Regions from separate parts of the Zea mays genome. Here region 2 is linked to region 1. The links are chromatin contacts, called in public Hi-C maps. All regions are on one chromosome and are shown on one strand. Each heading gives the region's core, a stretch centred on a gene start, on an enhancer-like site or on the middle of the called end of the contact. The rest is flanking DNA. Distances are from core to core; before and after follow the strand shown.

Region 1 (6,787 bases), core at 1,608-4,107:
ATATATTAGTACTTAAAACCAATGTACTAAGGCTTAGAAACATACCTTTACTTCATGATTTTCACCTTGTTCATCCATGTACATAAATTCCCAATTAAGCACATGTGTTGGCACTCAATCACCAAAATACATAGAAATGGCCCAAGGGCACATTTCCCTTTCAAGATATATATCAAAATTCAAAAGTTATCATTATCCCAAGATTAATGCTAGACAAAGCACATATACAAAGATATGACTCAAGGGATATTGGCAACCATTTGAACAGTATAAACATAGTATGCAACAGAAGTCACTTGATTGAATTATAACAAGTATAAAAAGTATCAGGAGAATTAGGAAGATAAGCGCCAAAGTGATGTACCAAAGAATGAGTAGTTGCTCTTAGAGAAAGGCCAACATTCTGGATTATGATTATAGCTTCGCCTAAACCTTTAGCCGCATAAATCAATTGAGAACACAAGGCTTTTCCTGGATGTGTAACTATTTGCACCACATGTGTGTCATTGGTAGAAGCATCTAGGGAGCATGTTCCACCACTTACAATCAGATTTTTCTGTGGCTCAAATGTATAAGAGCATAAATAGCAAAGGGGGCTTAAATTACTTCAGACCATGAACAGGATATACAAGAAGTGAGCAAAAGTTCACCTGTGCTTCAGGATGGAAAACTAACAAGACATATTCAGGGGTGACTCTTAAGAAAGAAACAATCTGTATAAACATAAGCTGAGTGAGACAAGAACTTTAGCGAAATTGATAAAAAGTATTCAAGCGAAGAGAAGATGAATTAGCGAAAAATCTTCCATTTACATGTATACTCGCAGCAGCTAGACGTATATTTCTTCTGTTGGAGATTACAATGGGTGATGCTTGCAATCTATCTGAACCACGGTCAGCTTTTCTAGCAGCTTCCAATATATCAAGTCGGTTTTCTGTACAGTCAACGGAAACTATTTAGTAGGCTAGGAACAATACAAAAACTTTCAACACGGACATGTTGTACTTTTAAGGATTATTAATCTGTTTTTAATGAAAAGAACAAGAAAGTACCATTTTCATTTGCTATCAATGTTATTTGTGATGGGAAGTCACAAATAACAGTGAACTCTGATTTGGAAATTGCAGGCACAGGATGATCTTTACCAACCATGTTCCCACGTGAAAACAACAATTTCTAAAAAAAAGTGAATTAAATTAAATATATTTCAGTGAATCAATTCACTAGAATATATTGCAATACGCAGTTCATAAACAAAAATGCAAAGATCCATTTGAAGTACTTACATAGCTCACTATGCTTAGGCAAGATACTCGATATAGTCCACTAGATAGTTTCTTCACAGCGGTAGAACTAATAATATGAGCTGCTGCTGTAGCACGAACATCAAAATTTTACATAATCAAACCAAAATCGATAATATAATTAACTTGGTGCTCTAATTCAAACCTGGACTGTCCTATCACATATTCTTTGTGTGGAGAGGAAGTTATGTTTATTTCCTAGAGGTATCAGTTGCCTCTCGGAAGTTATTTATTTCCTACGGTTTGTTATAAAAGTGGTAGGAAGTTAAAAAACCGAAGGAAGTGTATGATTTTGGTGTAGTGTTGGTGACTGCCAGTTCGACCTCTGGAAGCAGTCCTACGTGTCCGCATGCGCCGCTGTGTTCGGCAAGCTCCGGCGCAGCCGCCGCTTGGACGTGGTCCAGAGCGGCTGCACCACGCTGTCCATCTTCAAACAGGGGGACCTCATGGTCGTCCCCAACGTTGGCGACTCTCGGGTTGTTCTAGGCACCACATCCGACGACGGCGCTGTCACGCCGTCCAGCTCATCATCCATCTGAAGCTCAACCTGCCACGTAAGTCGCTACTGGCCGGCCATAAATTCTTGTGCGCTGGGACGACGGCCGTTGCTGACGTTGTGTGAGTGTCCTCGAACAAGATGTATGTAGAGGAGTAGCACATCCGGTGGTGCAATGACTAGGTGTACTACCTTGCTGATGAGCCTGGGGTGCAATTCGTTTGGCAGCCTAGCCAAGAGTCATCGGTACTCGCCATGTCATGCACGTTCGACGACTACTATATCAAGGTATGTGGCGTCATCTTGGCGCCAGAGGTAACGCAGAGGAGGACCGACAAAAATGACCACTTGCCATCGTCAGGGTAGCTTTTGTGCCGGCCTGCCTTTAATTCTCTTCGCAGACACATACACTTGCCTTTTTTGTTTAAGCAAGCGTGTATGGTGGTGCATACCTAATGACTGACAATGTATGAGGGAACTTGTACCGGCAGGTGTGACACGTGCTCTTCAATGATGAAACCATGCAAATCGTGGCATATATCAAAGTCTGTATGATACTGATGGTTGCAATGTAGTAGTGAAACAACTAAATTAAAATAACAAAATTTATGTATGACCAGGATTGCAAATGAATTATGAAACATTTTCTTATAACAATATAAGATACATTTTGTATATAAGTTATCACGGGCTCTTACCTAGTTATAATTAAAGACGGGAGTTAGAGCAGAAATTAAGGTAGTTCGAGGCCCACATAAAGACGCTGTACCTTTCGCGATTCAGTGCGCCTCATTCAGAAATGAATACCACTCCTGTTTCGCCATAACAATAACAAAGGAGAGCGCACACACGGGCCGGGGTACCTGCCACGCCACGCCAGCAGAGCAGTTCCTCATTGGAACGACCAGCTGATGAGTTTCCACCATAACCACCCATTGATTCTTTACGTTGAAAGGTCCACGCGGCATTTAAACCCTCACTTTGCCCTTAGCATGTTCGGCAAGTGGATTATTACTGTATCAGGCCATCGTGCTACTGTAGCGCCTAGCGCCGCCCATAAAGCTAGCTAGTAGTATATCAGTACGAGGCACACAGCCAAGGCGGCCCACCTCTCTGCGTGCCTGCCTGTCCTTACCGCGCCGCAAGAGGATTTGATCGATTCGTATGCCAAGCTTTAGATCATGCCGCGCGTACAACGTACAGCTGATGAGTGATGAGATGAGCGGAGCCGATCCAGAGGGTCCATTCTGCCAAATCAATGGGGCGCCAGAGGAAAAAGAAGGCTGCATGCAATGCAACAGAGCTTCAATTCCGCGCTGGTCCTACGTACGCATCTCTCTCTCTCTCTCTCTCTCTCTCTCTCTCTCTCTCTCTCTCTCATATTCTTTCTCTGATCGCAGCGAAAGTCGCTCCCAATGCAAGGTCGAGCGAGCTAGTCCCTTGATGAGCTACGCCTACGCATGCTATGCAATGCAATGCGACGAAAAGCTCTCTTCCGAAAGATGACTAATGTTGTGCCTAGCTAGCTAGCTAGCCCTTGTCGATCGGCCGGTCTGGAACGAACTAAGAGCCACGCACTTCAAGTCGCAGCCAGGTAATCTATAGTTTTAAGCATGCACGAGACGGATCTGGGATGATCGTCTGTCGTCGCATCCTTTCGGCGATCGATGATGGTGTGTTACATTTGGTACTAACAAATCGTCATCGCTTCTCCAGCCAGCCGGCCCCTAGCTACTCGCTAGCTTATTAGCTGCTTCTTTCGGTTCCCACGTAGTACCCTCGGCCGGCCCCATGCATGCAAATGGGAGAGACCCTACCATCAGCAGATAGATGTCCCCCTTTACGTGCCTTTATTTATCTAGGTTTCCCCATGCCCGACAGTACCCTCTTTTTTCTGCTATAGCTCACGTTAAAAACAGCAAGAAATTGCAGTGATTGGGTTGGGCGTGCATTCATGCCCTTCTTGGATCTACAGAGTGGTAAATGATAGCGAGAGAGAGATCCAAAAAAATATCGGCGAATGCCTCGATCGATCGTCCCTGCAACTGCAAGAGGTGCATGCAATGGTGTTTGGACTTTTGGTCATGTCAATATTAATCAGGCCGCGCGTGCGCGGCGGGGCATTCAAAGATGTGCGACTGAGTCGCCGCCGAGTTGACTAGTAGAAGCTCGTCGCTCTACATACGTCTCTTGATCGACGACGCAAATAGTTGCACACTCGATCACATACGCAATATATAATGTAAACGATCGAGGTAAGGTCGGTCTACCAACCCTATAGTCGGCACAGCTAGATACATGCCCAACTTTACCTTATGACACCGATAGGCCCCAACGCCTATGAGCACCACTATAGTTGTAGAGTACATTATTGAGCACCACTATACGTAGTACTGTATTGTAGACTAGCTTTGCCTGAATGGTAGTATACTCCGACTCCGAGCTAGCAGACTTCTGGGCAGCCGGACTCTGTTTGGACTTTGGACATGGGGATCAGAGTTTATGGCAGCACGGGCACTGCCAACTTCTCACATCTTGTTGGAAAACGACCGTGTATTCATATTGATCTAACGTTTCGCAGAAAGAGATGAAGGTGACAGAGCTGTAGTACTGGACTGGACTGGACTGCCTTGGAATGACGACCGGAGGACTGGACTGTACTGTACTGTACTGCACCACGCGGCACCGGCAGACGGCAGTATCTGCCCCTATGTCGAGTTGTCGACGACTGTCGTTCCAACTTCCACGTAGGCCACGCGGGCGGGTGTGCGTGCGCGGACTCCGTACCGAATCCGGCCCAGCTTGCAGTTTCATGCGCCTGCGCCTGCGGCCTGCCTCCCTCCGCATTGGGTGGGACGCCGGCGGGCGACCCCTCTTGGTGGGCTGTACTGGGCCAAAAAAACACGGCCCACTGCCCCGTCTACGCGGATACAAGGGACCATCCACATTCCACACCAAACCTAGGTCAGCGTCAGTGCGTCACACAAGCTAGTAGTAGTATGCAGGTTGGCAGATCTACTTCCTACTACGTGCCCGGACATTCTTCCTGGGCGTTAACTGTTTGCACACGCATCAATGCTGCCATAAAGGCCGCCATGGCTTTGCCAGCTGAGTGCACACTGCAATATCAGTATAGACAGATGAGAAATGAGATCGATCACGTCCTAGAGCGTCCCAACCCTTTCAGCTGGCATCGCTGCATGTATGGCGCACCAGCAGCCAGCGCGAGCTGCTCTTCCCGGCACGCGACGGTAGTACTGTCGTCCAACTAGCTAGCTACAGCCGCGCAGATTGCCTACTAGTCCAACTACTGTGCACGTGGGGGGCCGACCGAACCCTGCCACGACCCACGACGCTCCAAGCCACCACTCCATGCGTGCCATGCCCCATGCCATGCCAGCGTCCGCACGGCGTCTCGCGCGCGCGCGCGCCCGGGGCCGTGCCGTCGCGTCCAGGAACCCAAATAATACCAGACTATCTGGTGACGGGAATTGTGGTCGCCGCGAGCCAACTCCACTCCACTTGCCGAGCACGCCGAATTTTTTTTGTTTTTTAGCCCCCTTTTGACACAAATTTACGTTTGGACCCCCAGAAATTTTATTTGCACGTTTGGACCCGATGCTCGGCGCCATAGGCTGTGGCGCCGAGGTAACACAGCTCGGCGCCACAGGTTACCTCGGCGCCACAGCCTATGGTGTGGCGCCGAGCTGTGACGTGGCCATAAAGGGCAGGGTTAACGTGGATGTCCGCGTGGCACCTAGCTCGGCGCCACAGATCTTGGCGCCGAGCTAGGAATTAACCGCAATCCCCTTTCTCTGCGTTTCTTCTCTGTTACTTTTCACATTTACTACGCGCGCTCCGCCCTCCCCGCCGTTCCCGACCTCCGCCGCCGTTGCCGACCACCGCCGCGCTCCGCCCTCCCCGTCCGCCGAGCGCCGGCGACCGCGCTCGCCCGCCCCGCCCACCGAGCTCGCCCGCCCCGCCTTCGCCAGCGCCGGCCGCCGAGCTCGCCGCGCGCCCGACAACGCGCCAGCTCCGGCCCCGGCCCGGCCACCGCGCCACCGCCCCAGCTCCCGCCCCGGCCGCGCCCCCCCTGTCCGGCCGCTGCCGCCAGGTATTTTTTTAATTACTTAGTTAGTAAATTGTTAGCTATTGTTAGGGTTTAGTAATTAGTTAGCTATCCACTTATTTATTGTTTAGTAAATAGTTAGATATTTTCTTGTTAGCGTTTATTAAAATAGTTAGCTAGTTTCTTGCTTAGCATATTGTTAGTGTTTAGTAAATTCTTACTGATTATATAGTTAGCATTTTGTTTAGCGCATTGATATTACATGTTTTCTGTGTTGGCAACCATCGTGTTGTCGTTTATTTGCAGGTTCTATAAACATCACTTTACAGGGGAGGTGCTGCCAAATTTTTTATTGACAATAGTTTTTTTTGTACGTAGGTGTTCGTCCGACTTGACCTTCTCCACCGTTAGCTAGACTCGTACGCGATCTCAGGTATACATTGTTTTCTTACATTATTCATAGATTATGTAATTTCGTTTGATGTGTTCATTTAATATTTACTATATAGTTATTAGTTAATATATATTTATTACTTAGTAAGTTTTTAGGCTTAAGTATATAGCCATTATTGAGTTAGTAATCCATTTTTGCAATAGATGGACAGTCTAGTAACACTATACCATGGAGGACGGGTGGAGATAGATGATGATGGGAATGTTACTTTTGATGGTATGAAGATCGTGACCATGTTGTTCGATGAAAGACCATCTTTTGACAAGATTTTCGCTCGAGCTTGTGAGGAGATTAGTTGCGACATAAACGACCCTAGAATATCAATTCAGGGTTTGTTGTCCCATATTACATATGGAACAGTTGTCCGACGGTTGATCTCCATTACCTCAGAAGATGATTGGGTGATATATTTAAGAATTGTGAAGACGATTGTCGGCGTTTCGAGACCGGGGGGTCCCTAAGCC
Region 2 (6,267 bases), core at 3,714-6,213, 110 kb after region 1:
AAATTTGAGCTAAGAAAAGATTTTTCAATTGGTGATTTTTTAATCGGTATCTTATTAGAATTTCAAATTGATACAACCCTTTCAAAACTAATATCTAAAACCCTCTTGAACACTAAGAGAAGGATTTTATTGAGGGGGAGTTTTGTTTAGTCAAAGGAAAAGCATTTGAAACAGGGGGAGAAAATCTCAAATCTTGAAAATGCCTCTCAAAATCTTATTCATTTACCTTTGACTATTTGCAAAAAAGACTTTGAAAAGAATTTACAAAAACAAAACATGTGGTGCAAGCGTCGTCCAAAATGTTGAAAAAGAAGAAATCAATCCATGCACATCTTATGATAATATTTATTGGTTCAATTCTAAGTAACCTTTGCACTTACATTCTGCAAACTAGTTCAATTATGCACTTCTATATTTGCTTTGGTTTGTGTTGGCATCAATCACCAAAAAGGGGGAGATTGAAAGGGAAATAGGCTTACACCTTTTTCCTAATTGATTTTGGTGGTTGAATTGCCCAACACAAATAATTAGACTAACTAGTTTGCTCTAGATTATGAGTTCTACAGGTGCCAAAGGTTCACAACAAACCAATAAAAAGACCGAAAAAGGATTCAAATACAGAGAGCAAAAGTCAGCCGAAGTGTGCCCTGGTCTGGCGCACCGGACTGTCCGGTGCGCCACCGGACAGTGTCCGGTGCACCAGGGACTCCAACTCCGAACTGCTCACCTTCGGGAATTCTGGAGGTCGCTCCACTATAATTCACCGGACTGTCCGGTGTAGCACCGGACAGTGTCCGGTGGCGCACCGGACTGTCCGGTGTGCCAGTGGAGCAACGACTACTTCGCGCCAACGGTCGTCTGCAGAACGCATTGAATGCGCTACAGTGCGCGCCAGAGTCAGAGCAGAGCCTGATGGCGCACCGGACAATGAACAGTGCTTATCCGGTGCAGCACCGGACTGTCTGGTGCCCCAGAAGACAGAAGCTCCAACGGTTTGGTGACGTGGCAGGCGCACCGGACTGTCCGGTGGCACACCGGACTGTCCGGTGGCACACCGGACTGTCCGGTGCGCCATGCGACAGCAGCCTTCACCAAACGGCTAGTTTGGTGGTTGGGGCTATAAATACCCCAACCACCCACCATTCATTTCATCCAAGTTTTCCAACTTCCCACACCTTACAAGAGCTATATCATTCAATACAAGACACACCAAAGAGATCAAATCCTCCCCCAAGTCCATAGATCATTCCAAATCAAATAGAGACTAAGTGAGAGAGTGACTTGTGTTCATTTGAGCTCTTGCGCTTGGATTGCTTCTTTTTCTCATTCTTTCTTGTGATCAACTCAATTGTAACCGAGGCAAGAGACACCAATTGTGTGGTGGTCCTTGCGGGGACTTTGTGTCCCGTTTGATTGAGAAGAGAAGCTCACTCGATCTAAGTGACAGTTTGAGAGAGGGAAAGGGTTGAAAGAGACCCGGTCTTTGTGACCACCTCAACGGGGAGTAGGTTTGCAAGAACTGAACCTCGGTAAAACAAATCCTTGTGTCTCACTCTTTATTTGCTTGCAATTTGTTTTTCACCCTCTCTCTCGGACTCGTTCATATTTCTAACGCTAACCCGGCTTGTAGTTGTGCTTAAGTTTATAAATTTCAGATTCGCCCTATTCACCCCCTCTAGGCGACTTTCACATGCCAAATCCACAAGTCATACGAGGCAACTACCTCGAGCATAATGAACGTGGATCCAATATCCTCTTTATAAACTGCTTTTTCTATCTAACGAGACACTTCAACCACTTCTAATGCATGTAATCTATACTCTGTATCATACTAGGCATTTCAAAATATACCGTCTAAGTATTGAATGTGTGGCGGAGCTATGAACCATGTGTGGTTTATTGTCTCTATCCACCGTGGAAATTATAAAGCTTGTTTATCATCGTTTGTTGTGATGATCTAGACAAAACAAAGCATATCACATAGTATAATTCAATAAGGGCTGCGGATTATAAGCATGGCGATGATTTGATGTCACCTACATCCAAGCTTGTGAAAAAACCCTACTAATAACATGTTAAGGAACTGTTGCACACTTGCTCCTCAATCTATCACCCTCGTTGCCCGGAAGAAGCCAAGCCGCGATGAGATGTACAGATCTTGTTTCCCTTACGGGACAACACAATAGAAAAGAGTATACAGGAGATAAACACGTAGCTGATTATATAATCCTTTTTTATTTGAGATGGCACTCTTCTTATTATGGAAAAGTATAAATCTATATATAGCCTCACTAAAGAGATATTGGATAGAGTTTACAACTTGATAGTTCCATTCAATTCATTTGTTGTTTCTAGTTGCTCAGTGTTTTTGGCTTGCTTCACACTGCCCTACAATTAGGTTATTCTCAATGGTAGTTTCATACACATTTAACAGTGTGCCACATCAGAAGTTTTGATGATATGCCATAACATTTAAGATAATTGAGTTTCACGGGATGAAATTAGTTTTATGGGAATGAAACCATGTAAAGTCGTTCCCAAGGTCTTTGAAACCGTGTGAAACCTCCATTGAGAGTGATTTGTTTCATCTCCACATATTTTACTAACTTCTGTTGGCTATTGAATTGCAACATTTAATAGGTATGTTAGTCTATAATGAAGTGAAAGATTGCACTGAGAGACATTATTTCATTCATAGTTTCGTAACATCTTTGATGATGTGGTAGTGTTGGGAAGCGTGCTACAAAATTCATATTGAGAATAGCCTAATCAGGAGAGCCCGTCTACCTAAGGGTTGGATCACGATCCAAATATTTATTCACAATACATTAGGACTCTTAATAAATTTTAGTTCAAAATTTAATAGGAATATAGCATGATCCTAATATGATTCGATCCTTAAATTTTATAGTATAAAATTTAAAGTCCATTATCACACATGCTACCTGTAAGCTAATAGACCTTCATGAGAAGTGAGTTTACAATAACATATTATCAGTCGTGGTCGAACAACACAAAAGAAATTTTACGACAAGAAATATAGGCCCGGATAAACATATCAGATGATGTTTTGAAATGCCTAAAACATTTCATTGCATGGGGTTGTCCTTAGGTACAATCAAAATAAGAGGTATCCAACTAGTAATTTGTTTGGCATGAGAAGAGGTACATTTTGCAGACAATTGGCATTTAACATTCTGGTGGTTTTTATGGCCCATCTATAAGGTTTTCAATTGAAATTTCTTAGTCCTTTCATCGCTGAGCTCCTGGAGATTTGTTTTACCCCTCGTTTTTAGTCGCTAGATACTTTCAGACCAAAAGCATCTCGCACACCAGCCAATCAGAATTAAGCCAACAAAGAAGGATTGGCGAGACACAGGCCTAAAAATTCTGACGTGAACAAAGGGAAATTGCACGATGAATAGTTCCTATGGGAATCAGCTAGAGTTTTCTTTCTAGCTGATGATTCAAAATAAAACTTATACTGCATTGGCAAACTGTATTATTGGGACGATTAAGTGAGCAAGTGCTCCCTAAAACATTTTCTTTATGCACAAGAATTGCAAAAAATGCAAAGTGTACAAAGAGGTCGACCGAGGTGCGGCTCGCCGCTCGCTGGGCAGAGATAATATTAGAGAATAGGCAACAACAATCAGAGAATAGGCAACGACAACAGATCTTCCTCTTACCTCTCTCCTTTGTAGCTGTAGACCGCGTCACCGGCTCCGGGTCCACTGCCGACACGTCCCGGCGGTGGAGAGGGGTGCCGAGATGCCTGAGCGAGTGGGGATGGAGGCGATGGAGCCTGGGCGAGTGGGGATGGAGGCAATGGAGCGTGGGCGCGTGAGCAGCAATGGATCTCAGTCGCCGACGCAAACTCTCGCCGCCATAGGTGCTGCTGGACTGCGGGAGTGACGGACGAGATGAGAGACCGAGAGCCACCACGGGAACGGAACGAGAAACACGAGTGAGGACTAGTTTTTTTTACTTCCCCATGAATCTATAAGGTTAGGAATAAAAAGGCCCATGACATTTTGGCTCGTGCCTCATCCAAACAGGAGCCCGATATACATGGGGAAGAGAAGACGCGAGCCTTATTCCTCACGCGGATTGGACTGGGATCCTTGCAGGGATTGATTCATCCAAAGGAGCCCTGAGGGTGATTTGTTTCACCTCCACATATTTTACTAACTTTTGTTGGCTATTGAATTGCAACATTTAATAGGTATGTTAGTCTATAGTGAAGTGAAAGATTGCATTGAGAGACATTATTTTATTCATAGTTCGTAACATCTTTGATGATGTGGTAGTGTTGGAAGCGTGCTACAAAATTCATATTGAGAATAGCCTAATCAGGAGAGCCCGTCTACCTAGGGGTTGGATCACGATCCAAATATTTCTTCACAATACATTAGGACCCTTAATAAATTTTAGTTCAAAATTGAATAGAAATATAGCCTGGTCCTAATATAATTCGATCCTTAAATTAATAGCCCATACTAACTCTAAACTAATAGCCCTTCAAGCTGAGTCTCCTAGAGTTCTGCTATGTTATTTCTTTTGAAAAGAAAGCTCTGCTAGTGTAAAGGCTAGTTTGGAAATTTAAATTCTCTTCAGGATTATCGTGGATTAAGTGGGAATTATCTCATTTTTTCTTAACATCCATAAATCTAGAAGGGGTTTAAATTTCCAAACTAGCCCTAAAAATAGCAAAACTATTCTCTTCCTTTTGACATGTCTACGTCGCCACACGGGGACAGGCTAGTTCAAATACATTTTCCCCGTGGAAACACGTCCCGCAAGCCGAAATGGCCCAACTACTTCTACCGTTGGGCCCAATCTCCCGAATACCTAAGGCAACAGCAGAGCCCTTATTTCTCCCACCGCTGGGCCCAATCTACCGAACACCTAACGCAACACCAGAGTCCGAACACCTAATGCAACAGCAGAGCCCGCAGCCCGCAGCCACCCGCGCATCCTCAGTCCTCATCCGCCACTCCGTCGAACGCCCCTGCGCACGCTCCAGCTGCTATGCTCCTCCGCCCGCGCCCCTCCTTCTTCCGAGCCGTCGTGCCGCCGCCGCTCACCCGTGCCTGTGTCCCCTCCCGTCGCACGCTTTCAGCTTCTGCAGAGGCGGGAACAGCCTCCCCGAAGGATGCAGCGTCAGCGCCGGTTCCGGCGGCCACGCGCAAGAACCCCAGGAAGGCCGGGTCGCCACCTATGGGGATCGTGAAGACGGCGCTGTTTCTGCCGCCCGGGGTGGAGCGGGATGCGTTGGTGCCCGCGGACATGGTCATACCGGGGTCGAACATCGTGGTCGGTCCCTACGCAGGGGACGCGAGGGTGAAGGGTGCTGAGTTCGTCAAGAGCAGCGCGCGCGCACGGGACTGCCCCAATGACGACCGGCCCGAGTTCGCCGTCCTTGGCCGGTCCAACGTTGGCAAGTCCTCGCTCATCAACGCCCTCACCCGCCGCAAGGAAGCCGCGCTCACTTCCAAAAAGCCTGGTGATACCAAAGAACAATATTTAAGCTTTATCTTCTGATTCCTTCGAAAGTTCGAAGTGCTCTTAGTTTATCGATATCTTCTCCCTGTTTGACCTTTAATTAGCTTATCAGAGACTTTTATGTCACTGTAATGTCGTAATGGCGCTCTAGATCGCATTATGTAATTCCCCTCCACCTTGGTTCTGGGGCGTGAGGGGATATTCTGGTTAGGGTCACAGTCTTTACAGATCCCAGCGGTAGTCAGGTTTTCCAGTGGGCACTGGGAGAATAAATCCCAGCTAGGAAATATATAAATTCAAAAGTAGAATTTGGAATTTAAATGAATTCATAGTGCCCAGCGTGGCAATTGTATTGGATGGATAGGCCATTGGCAGTAGGGATTTAGAATTGACAAGCAGGTAACACATTTCCACAAATCAAACCCACTGCCATTCTGGTTGTCGTGGTACCAGTTATGGAACTGTCGAATTCAATTTTAGCAGCCATGGTCCAAGATTTTATTATTGTGGGCATGTTTGTTTCCTTGCAGGATTATATAATCCAGCTTATTTTATATAGATTATATAATCTGGATTATCCGATTATATAATCTAGATTACATAATCCAGTTTATATAATCCTATTATAGATGTTTATTTACACAAATTATTAGTGGGTAAAAAGCCAAACAGTAATAAAAAAATAAGCACCTAATGGTCTGCTTATGGATTATCATAATCTAGATACCTAAATTATATAATCCACTCCAATAATCTGTGCTG

What was found. A called contact is a pair of places that touch in the nucleus more often than the background predicts.
Region 2: a Hi-C map of ear shows a contact between it and region 1, with 3 times the contacts expected there. The contact joins the promoter of LOC100285454 here to the enhancer-like site in region 1. A contact is called at or near these places in 3 of 25 Hi-C or Micro-C datasets (ear, leaf and tassel).

The regions. Positions count from the first base shown.
Region 1 is chr9:151,145,109-151,151,895 of Zm-B73-REFERENCE-NAM-5.0, forward strand. No RefSeq gene overlaps it. Among protein-coding and RNA genes, the nearest start is that of LOC118473413, 19 kb to the right of the region's middle. Within about 2 kb of position 2,858, at least 7 of the 20 cell types and tissues checked have an H3K27ac peak or open chromatin away from gene starts, as enhancers often do. A contact at or near this core is called in ear, where this site is marked.
Region 2 is chr9:151,248,537-151,254,803 of Zm-B73-REFERENCE-NAM-5.0, forward strand. LOC100285454 reads left to right here and starts at 4,964. Exons shown (of 4, transcript NM_001158347.1): 1 at 4,964-5,506. The coding sequence starts at 5,032.